Linked DNA regions of Zea mays: region 2 is linked to region 1. Evidence: chromatin contacts called from public Hi-C data. All regions are on one chromosome and are shown on one strand. Each heading gives the region's core, a stretch centred on a gene start, on an enhancer-like site or on the middle of the called end of the contact. The rest is flanking DNA. Distances are from core to core; before and after follow the strand shown.

Evidence for each region. A called contact is a pair of places that touch in the nucleus more often than the background predicts.
Region 2: a Hi-C map of leaf shows a contact between it and region 1, with 4 times the contacts expected there. The contact joins the promoter of LOC100382999 here to the promoter of LOC100285517 in region 1. A contact is called at or near these places in 6 of 25 Hi-C or Micro-C datasets (ear, endosperm, leaf and 1 more).

What each region holds. Positions count from the first base shown.
Region 1 is chr10:119,635,337-119,639,235 of Zm-B73-REFERENCE-NAM-5.0, reverse strand. LOC100285517 reads right to left here and starts at 2,239. Exons shown (of 11, transcript NM_001279566.2): 1 at 1,847-2,239. The coding sequence starts at 1,859.
Region 2 is chr10:119,796,757-119,800,610 of Zm-B73-REFERENCE-NAM-5.0, reverse strand. It overlaps LOC100382999, which reads left to right and starts at 1,577. Exons shown (of 4, transcript NM_001175682.1): 1 at 1,577-1,834; 2 at 1,981-2,179. The coding sequence starts at 2,063.

The DNA of each region.
Region 1 (3,899 bases), core at 990-3,489:
GATAGAATTAGGATGCGAACTGTGGTCAAGGACTCAAGGATCAACCATAAAAAAGCCTTAACTCCCTCATAATTTATCACGATCAAATCATTCCAAAAGTCATATATATCCATTATTATTTAGGATCGGAATCCTATGCAAGATCTTACCGATATGGGATTATATGAAACTTCTATGTAGGATAGGGTGCTATACAATTTCGGATGCATGGTGGGTTCAGTATCGTTTTGGCTTGATAGATCATAGTATAAGGTTCTAGGATCCACATTGATATACCTAACAACCTTGATCCTAAATGAAGAATTAGGATAGCAGTTTATCGCCTCAAATAACAGCACTAAGGTAGCACACTTAGTTAGAGGATTCCATTGACACATGTACCTGAGGGAGTTGTTTTTCCGTATTTCTATAGTCCCTGATACAGGATACAACTTACAACTACTGATGACGATCTCTGTAGTGAAAGAGCCTCTAGCTGAGTTGGTTAGGTGGTCTGAGTAGCACTCATCAGGTCTTGGGTTCAACTCCCCGTATGAGCGAATTTCAGTGGTTAAAAAAATCCCCAGGTCGTTGTCGTTCTCACATGGGCTATGGTGCCGCTGTGTATGGATTGGGTAGAGGTCCGGGTTTTTCTCGACCTGTGTGAAGTCTTCTTCTTAATACAATGCCTGGGGTTGTCTTACCCCCCCAGTGTTATTAAAACTACGTTTAAACGATGTTTAAACTACGTTTAAATGTCAAAACTTTAATTAGAGATTGAAACCGCGTTTTGGCGTTCTAAACTGTAAAACACAGTGTTTTATGCATTTTAGACCGGTTAGCTACTTTTGGGCTCAGTCTATTAGTTACTTTTGAGGTTCAATCCAGCTCATGGGTGAAGTTTTGGTAAGCCACTAACCTCTCTATTTTGGTATTTAACTTCATATTATTGTCTGAAATAATGATGTATTGGTATTTTTCCTGTGTTGTTTAAAACTACGTTTAAACTTTGTTTAAACGTTTAAAAGTCAAAATTCACCCATGAGCGTTCCAACTTTTTACCGTTTTAATAACCTTGTTACCCCCCCCCCCCCTACCCCCGCAGGTCGAGTTTTTTTTATGACGATCTCTATTATACCACATTGGGTCTCCATTAGAATCCTATAACCTTTGTAGTCTACTTCAATATCAAACAAACAATATAGTATTTCATGAACTGTTTGAGAAATGGGGGAAAAACATGTCTTTGCTATTTGGTGAGAGGATCGTCTTTCCTCAATTTTACTTGTTTTCTAACAGATTTGATACAAATCTCAAGTGTTGGCTGTCGCAGCTTGGTAGCACATTTGTTTTGGGTACAAAATGTCACAGGTTCAAATCCTGTCATCCCTACCTATTAATTCTCTCTTCGTTATGAGTAGGTAGTGGGGAGATCGATTAAAGTTGTTGTAGGTAATTACATGAGAGCAGTTAACAAGGCCCCTTGCAAACAGTTGGAATTTCCATGTGATCCACAACTTGGCTAGTTAATAAATATTCATTGCGTAAAAAATTAAGAACTATTGACAACTCCCCACAGAAGGTACTATCTTTGCCAAAGATAAAGATAAACAGACAGTCAGGGCATTTACTTGGCTCGAAAATAGAACATATATTTTTTGTTTTATTTGAACAACACCAGATCGCGAAAAAAAGGATTCCAATGAAATTGCACCATAACTCCATTCATTCTAAGCCACTTATGGATCACCTGATACCAAACCATTACATTCACAGGTAGACCCAGAGAAAATAATCGAATAAGTACTAGGTGGGAGAAAATGGAGGCTCTCTCCTATCAATCCCACAAATTAGCGCGGAGGATTACCTGAGGAAGCCATTAAGACCCAGAAACCTGGAGGATTTGCACTGAATCGACCAGGGGACGGCGGGTAGCTCGCGGCTACTGAGAGTAAATCCCCGTTCCCTTTTCCGATGCTTTCTCAGCGGCAAATCACGCGCCAGAAAAAATTCCGGACAGGCTCGATGGTCCCGAGCCAACCCCCACCTCGTGGCACGCCGCGCTTCGCTGGGTACGACCTAGGCCACCGCCCTCGCGCCCCGCCGGCGAGCAAGCGAGCAGCGCGTGGGACCGAGACGTGGACGGCCGCCGAGAGCGCGCTCGAGATGCGGCTGGGGAGCGAGGGGGAGAAACGAAACGGGAGTACGAAACGAGATTGTTCGAGGCGCGCAGGGTGCCACGGTTGCGGGTTGCGGCCTGCCGGCTGCTGAGTGCTGACGTAGCCGTCCCGCCCGCCTCAATTATCTGTGGACCGGGTCCCGCCCCGTGATCCAACGGACGGCGTGGCCCGCCTGCGAACGGACAGCATCGAGAGGCGTCAATTCCTCAATGGGTCAGCGGCACGGCATTTGCCATTTTTCTTTTTAAGGCTAGTTTCAAAATCTCGTTTTTTAAAATGATTTTATTTTACAAAGTTAAATGAAAATCATTAGGTAAAATAGAGTTACTAAACTAGTCATTATTCATTTTCCTTTTTCGGCTAGATAGGGCAGCATGGCGGTAACCTCCTGCGCGGCCTCGTCGCATCCGCGGCAGCGAACCCTAGCTCCGCCAGCTGCCGACCTGTCATGACTGAAGATGCAGCCTAAAGTGGATCTGTGGGAAATGGGAGTGGCACGAGAGGATGGTCGAATAAGGTCAGTCAGGCAATTTCTATTTCGCTATTATGGAGTTGGTAATCGAGTCTGTAATGGAGTTGTGGGCTGCTTAGGCCGTATTAGTGTCATCTTGGGTCGTAAATAATAGGTCAGGGGAGTTGATGGTGTGCCTATATATATTGTACTCGGCGTCTTGTGCCAGACATGCTGTCGGCGTTTCGAGACCGGGGGGTCCCTGGGCCGACGAGTGAAATGTCGCCGCGTGCCCCAGCCCAGATGGGTCGGCGCGAAGGGGGGAGAAAGGTGGCCGAAGACGGGCGTGAGAGAGGTGGAAATCCCGCGACCTTCGTGTTCGTCCCGCGCCCAGGTCGGGTGCGCTTGCAGTAGGGGGTTACAAGCGTCCACGCAGGAGAGGGAGCGAGCGGCCTCGCACGAGCGCCTGTCTCGTCCTCGTCCCCGCGCGGCCAACCCTCTGTAAGAGGGCCTGGTCCTTCCTTTTATAGGCGTAAGGAGAGGATCCAGGTGTACAATGGGGGGTGTAGCAAAGTGCTACGTGTCTAGCGGAGGAGAGCTAGCGCCCTAAGTACATGCCGTCGTGGCAGCCGGAGAGGTTTTGGCACCCGGTTCATGTGGTGTCGTGGCCGTCGGAGGAGCGTTGGAGCCTGGCGGAAGGACAGCTGTCGGGGCTGTCGAGTCCTTGCTGACGTCCTCTTGCTTCTATAAGGGGGCTGAGAGTCGCCGTCGTCACAGAGCGTGCGGGGCGCCATCATTGCCTATCTAGCGGAGCGAGCCAGATGGGACGCCGGTCTTGTTCCCCGTAGCCTGAGTCAGCTTGGGGTAGGGTAATGATGGCGCCTCCTGTCGACGTGGTCGGTCCGCGCCCTAGGTTGGGCGATGTGGAGGCTCCTCCGAGGTCGAGGTCGAGTCTGTCTTCCGCGGCCGTGGTCGAGTCCGAGCCCCTAGGTCGGGCGAGGCGGAGACCGTCGGCTGAGGCCAGGGCTGAGTCCGAGCCCTGGGGTCGGGCGAAGCGGAGTTCGTCGTCCTCTGGGGCTGAGCCCAAGTCCGAGCCCTGGGTCGGGCAGAGCGGAGTTCGCCGTCTTCCGGGGCCTAGCCCAAGTCCGAGCCCTGGGTCGGGCGGAGCGGAGTTCGCCGTCTTCTGGGGCTTAGCCCAAGTCCGAGCCCTGGGTCGGGTGGAGCGGAGTTCGCCGTCTTCAGGGGCTTAGCCCGAGTCCGAGCCCTGGGTCAGGCGGAGCGGTGTTCGC
Region 2 (3,854 bases), core at 328-2,827, 160 kb before region 1:
CTAGTACGATGTTCAGTCGAAATAATACTATGGAACAGGTCCTTCATCAGATGCCTCAAATGCCCCGCATTGTTATTACACGCATGTGCTTACCCTTGACTGTAGTCACTATACGTGTTTTGGTTTGTTCTCTACTATGTGTCTTGATTTGTTCTCTCATCATCAGGCATTGGGTTATGCTAATATCTGTCACTATGCGTTTTTTTGCTTTGTTCTCTCAAGGCATCGGATTATACTAATATCTCGATTTATCTTGTGAATTATAGGCTATGTTTTGTCTGACTATTGAAATAAGCAGCATCTCCAACAACTCCCAAACAGTACTTTGAAAATTTTATTTCTCCAACAGCTCCCATTATGTGCTCCCAATTTACTTCTCCAATAGTTCTTGACTATTTTTGGCACAAAATAAGGAGTTGTTGGTGTTGTATGTGTTTTTTTTGGCTCTTTATAGTTTTAAGAAGAGCCCAATATAATAATATTAAAATCTGTTGGAGATACAGTGATGTTTGAATGGACTAAAACTAATAGTTAGTTGGCTAAAAATTGTTAGTAAAATTAGCTAGATAACAAATAGTTACCTAACTATTAACTAATTTACCAAAATAGCTAATAGCTAAATTATTAACTAGGATGTTTAGATGTCTCAACTAATTTTAGCCACTAACTATTAGCTTTAGTGCATCAACATAGGGGTGGATAACGAGCTAGCTCGGCTCGTCCGAGTTCGAGCTGACTCGTTAAGCTAACGAGTCAGCTCGGTTCGGCTCGTTAAGGTAACGAGCCACAGAGTCAGCTCGGCTCGGCTCGTTTAGCTCGCGAGCTAGAGCAGAAAAAAATAAAATATACATAATTATTATTTTTAGTTAATTTCAAACTAATGTAACAATAGAAAATAGTAATTATACTCAGAGTTTCACAAACCACGTCAATATAACACCAAATTAGCACAATTCATCACTCATTAATTCACAATTCATCACTCATTAATTCACAATTCACATACATGTTCATCAGTTTAACCCATAATTATATTTGCATATACCAAATTAACACATAGACATAGTTCATTAATCATTAGCTTAATTCATAGGCCATAGACATCTCATATATATAACATATTCATCAATTATTCTGTAAATGATATGCATATAATTTCGTTTTGCTAGAATATGGTAGCTCGTTTAGCTCGCGAGCTGGCTCGTTAACGAACCGAGCTAGGATGTCAGCTCAGCTCGTGAAAAAATTCAAACGAGCCGATCCAAGCTGACCATGAACCGAGCGAGCCAGCGAGCCACGAATATTTCGTCCAGACCTAATCAAACATCCCTGCTCGGGCTAAAACGAAGCTTTGCTACGTTCGCGGGGCTAAATACAAAAAAAACCGATGAGGAAATTGGATGGAAGCCAAAAGCCCCAAATGCTGTGCGCCTGTGGCCTGCGTGGACTGGATTAACGAAATTTGGCTACTCTTATATTGGGCTTGGCCTTCTTCCCTCGTTATCAGTTTGGGCTGCAAGTTTCGATCTCCAATTTCGCTGGAAATACTGAAGGGCTGAGGATCTTCACTGCGGAACTTGGGTAGGGCGAGTGGGCGACCGCCACAGCTCGACGGCAGGGTCGCCACTGCTGGCCATCACCGACGAACACCACCACCGGCCGCGGACGAAGGGACAGCCAAGCCCTATCCCACCGACGTCTTCCACCGTGGACACGCCCCCCCCCCCCCCCCCCCCCCCCGGCTTCCCTTTCCTGCCCTCTGCCGGGTCGGGTGGGACTGCAGCGGCGTGAAGTAGAGATCCAGGGGGACTTGGATCGTTTTATCCGTTCCTAGGTACGTGTAAAAAGCTTATCCCGCCCTGTTGCAGTTTGTCCATTCGTCCGTCAGATCTAGTAGTTTGTTTCTCTCCGTTCAGTTATTCGCGGATTCGTTTGCTGTCATCTAATCCGACCCATCCACCCCACCCATGGATCCATTAGGTCCTTCTTCCTATTCCCAGCGCACAAGGCTATCTTATCCGAGCTGCTGGGGGTTGAGTGCGAGGTCCCGTTGACGGTGGAGATGGACAAGTTGCGGCAATTCGGGCGGAAGGCATGGTTCATCGTGCGTGTGATGTCTGGTTACGAGGAGAAGAGGATCCGGTCCTACAGGCTGCAGCTGCAGAAGCGCATCGAGATGGCAAGTATTTTTTTCCCGCGAATTTCATGGATAATGTAGTAGTGCCTACTGTCCTTTAATTGTGGAACCAACATTTCCTGGTAAAAGTAACCATTTTTTTTGCTTTCTAAGTGCATGACACCAAATATTCTAGTTGTCTACATGTGCTTTTGTTTTGCTTTCGGTCGGTGGTGGATCCAGAAACGACGCAGGGGGAGGGGGGTTGGGCCTTCTAGGCCAGATTTATTATGGAATAATGAGGAAGAAAAGTTAGGAGTTGTAATCATTTTTTAGGAGCATTATAGAGAGTAGAAGAAGGACCTACATATAGTTTTCATCGACTTAGATTATAGAGAGTAGAAGAAGGACCTACATATAGTTTTCATCGACTTAGAGAAGGCTTATGTCAAAATACCAAGAAATATGATGTGATGGGCTTTGGACAAACATAAAATTCCAACGAAGTACGTTGGAATCATTAAGGATATGTGCAACAATGTTGTGAGTAGTGTTCAAAAAGTTGATGGAGACATGTATGACTTTCCAATTAGAATATAAAAAAAAACCTCAGCTGGGGAGGGAAAGACCGCCCTCCCGATATTAGATTAAGAGATCGAATCATCGAAACATGGTCCTGACCGAGAAAACCCTCGAACCCTGGCTCCCCATCACTAACGGGTTGATCAACTGCCTACTCTGCAACGACCTAGCCGGAGGGTGGCACGTAGGATATCGATCCCCGAGAGCGGGCGGGGTACAACGAGGTTTTTTTTAGCCAAGCTTGAAATTCTCCCCGAGGGGAATCGAACCCGGGACCTGAAGGTGCTACTCGGAACCTTAGCCATTACGCTAGATGCCCTTTCACTTACAATTAGAATATGACTACATTAAAATCAACTTTGAGCCCTTATCTTTTTTATCTTGGTGATGGATGAAGTCACAAGGGTCGCATACAAGAGAATATCTCTTGGTGTATGCTTTTTACGGATGATATAGTGCTAGTTGATGAAAGCCGGACATAAGTAAATATGAAACTTGAGTTGTGGTGGGAGACTCTAGAGTCTAAAGGTTGTAGACTCAGTAGAACTAAAACCGAATATATGAGACATTACTTCTGCGCTACTACATATGAGGAATGTCGGTGTTTGGACCGCGGGTCCTTAACCAACCAGTAATGTGTCGCGTGGCCGGCTTTAGATGGTGTGCGAGATGACACAAGCGATTATCCTGGTTCGGGCTTCTCGAGGTCCTACTTCCAGCAGAGGGGATGAGGCTTATATTACTCGCACCGTGATGCCTCTAGTAGGGGTTTACAAGCACAACGGGAGGGGGGAAGTCCCCAAGTCCCTAGAGATGATTGAGGCAAGTGCCAATATCTAAGACAGAGTGGGAAAGCAAGAACTCGTCTACGTGTCTTATTGTTGTTCAATGGAGGGACCACTGCCCTATTTATACACCCAGGGGAGCGTCCGTGGTGAAGCTGAGTATTGTATTTTGAAGGAGAGATGCCTTGACATTTGAAGTGATGGCGAACCGTGCTGTAGATTCGCGCCTGCTGACTTCCCTTGGAGAGCCGAGGTCGAGACTGAGGGGTCGTCCATACGCCCGAGCTCCCGAGGGAGAGGCCGCCCATGCGGTAGTGGTTGTAACAGCGCCGGGGTATGGGCCAAAGGCTGCTTACGGGGTGCGTCATCGC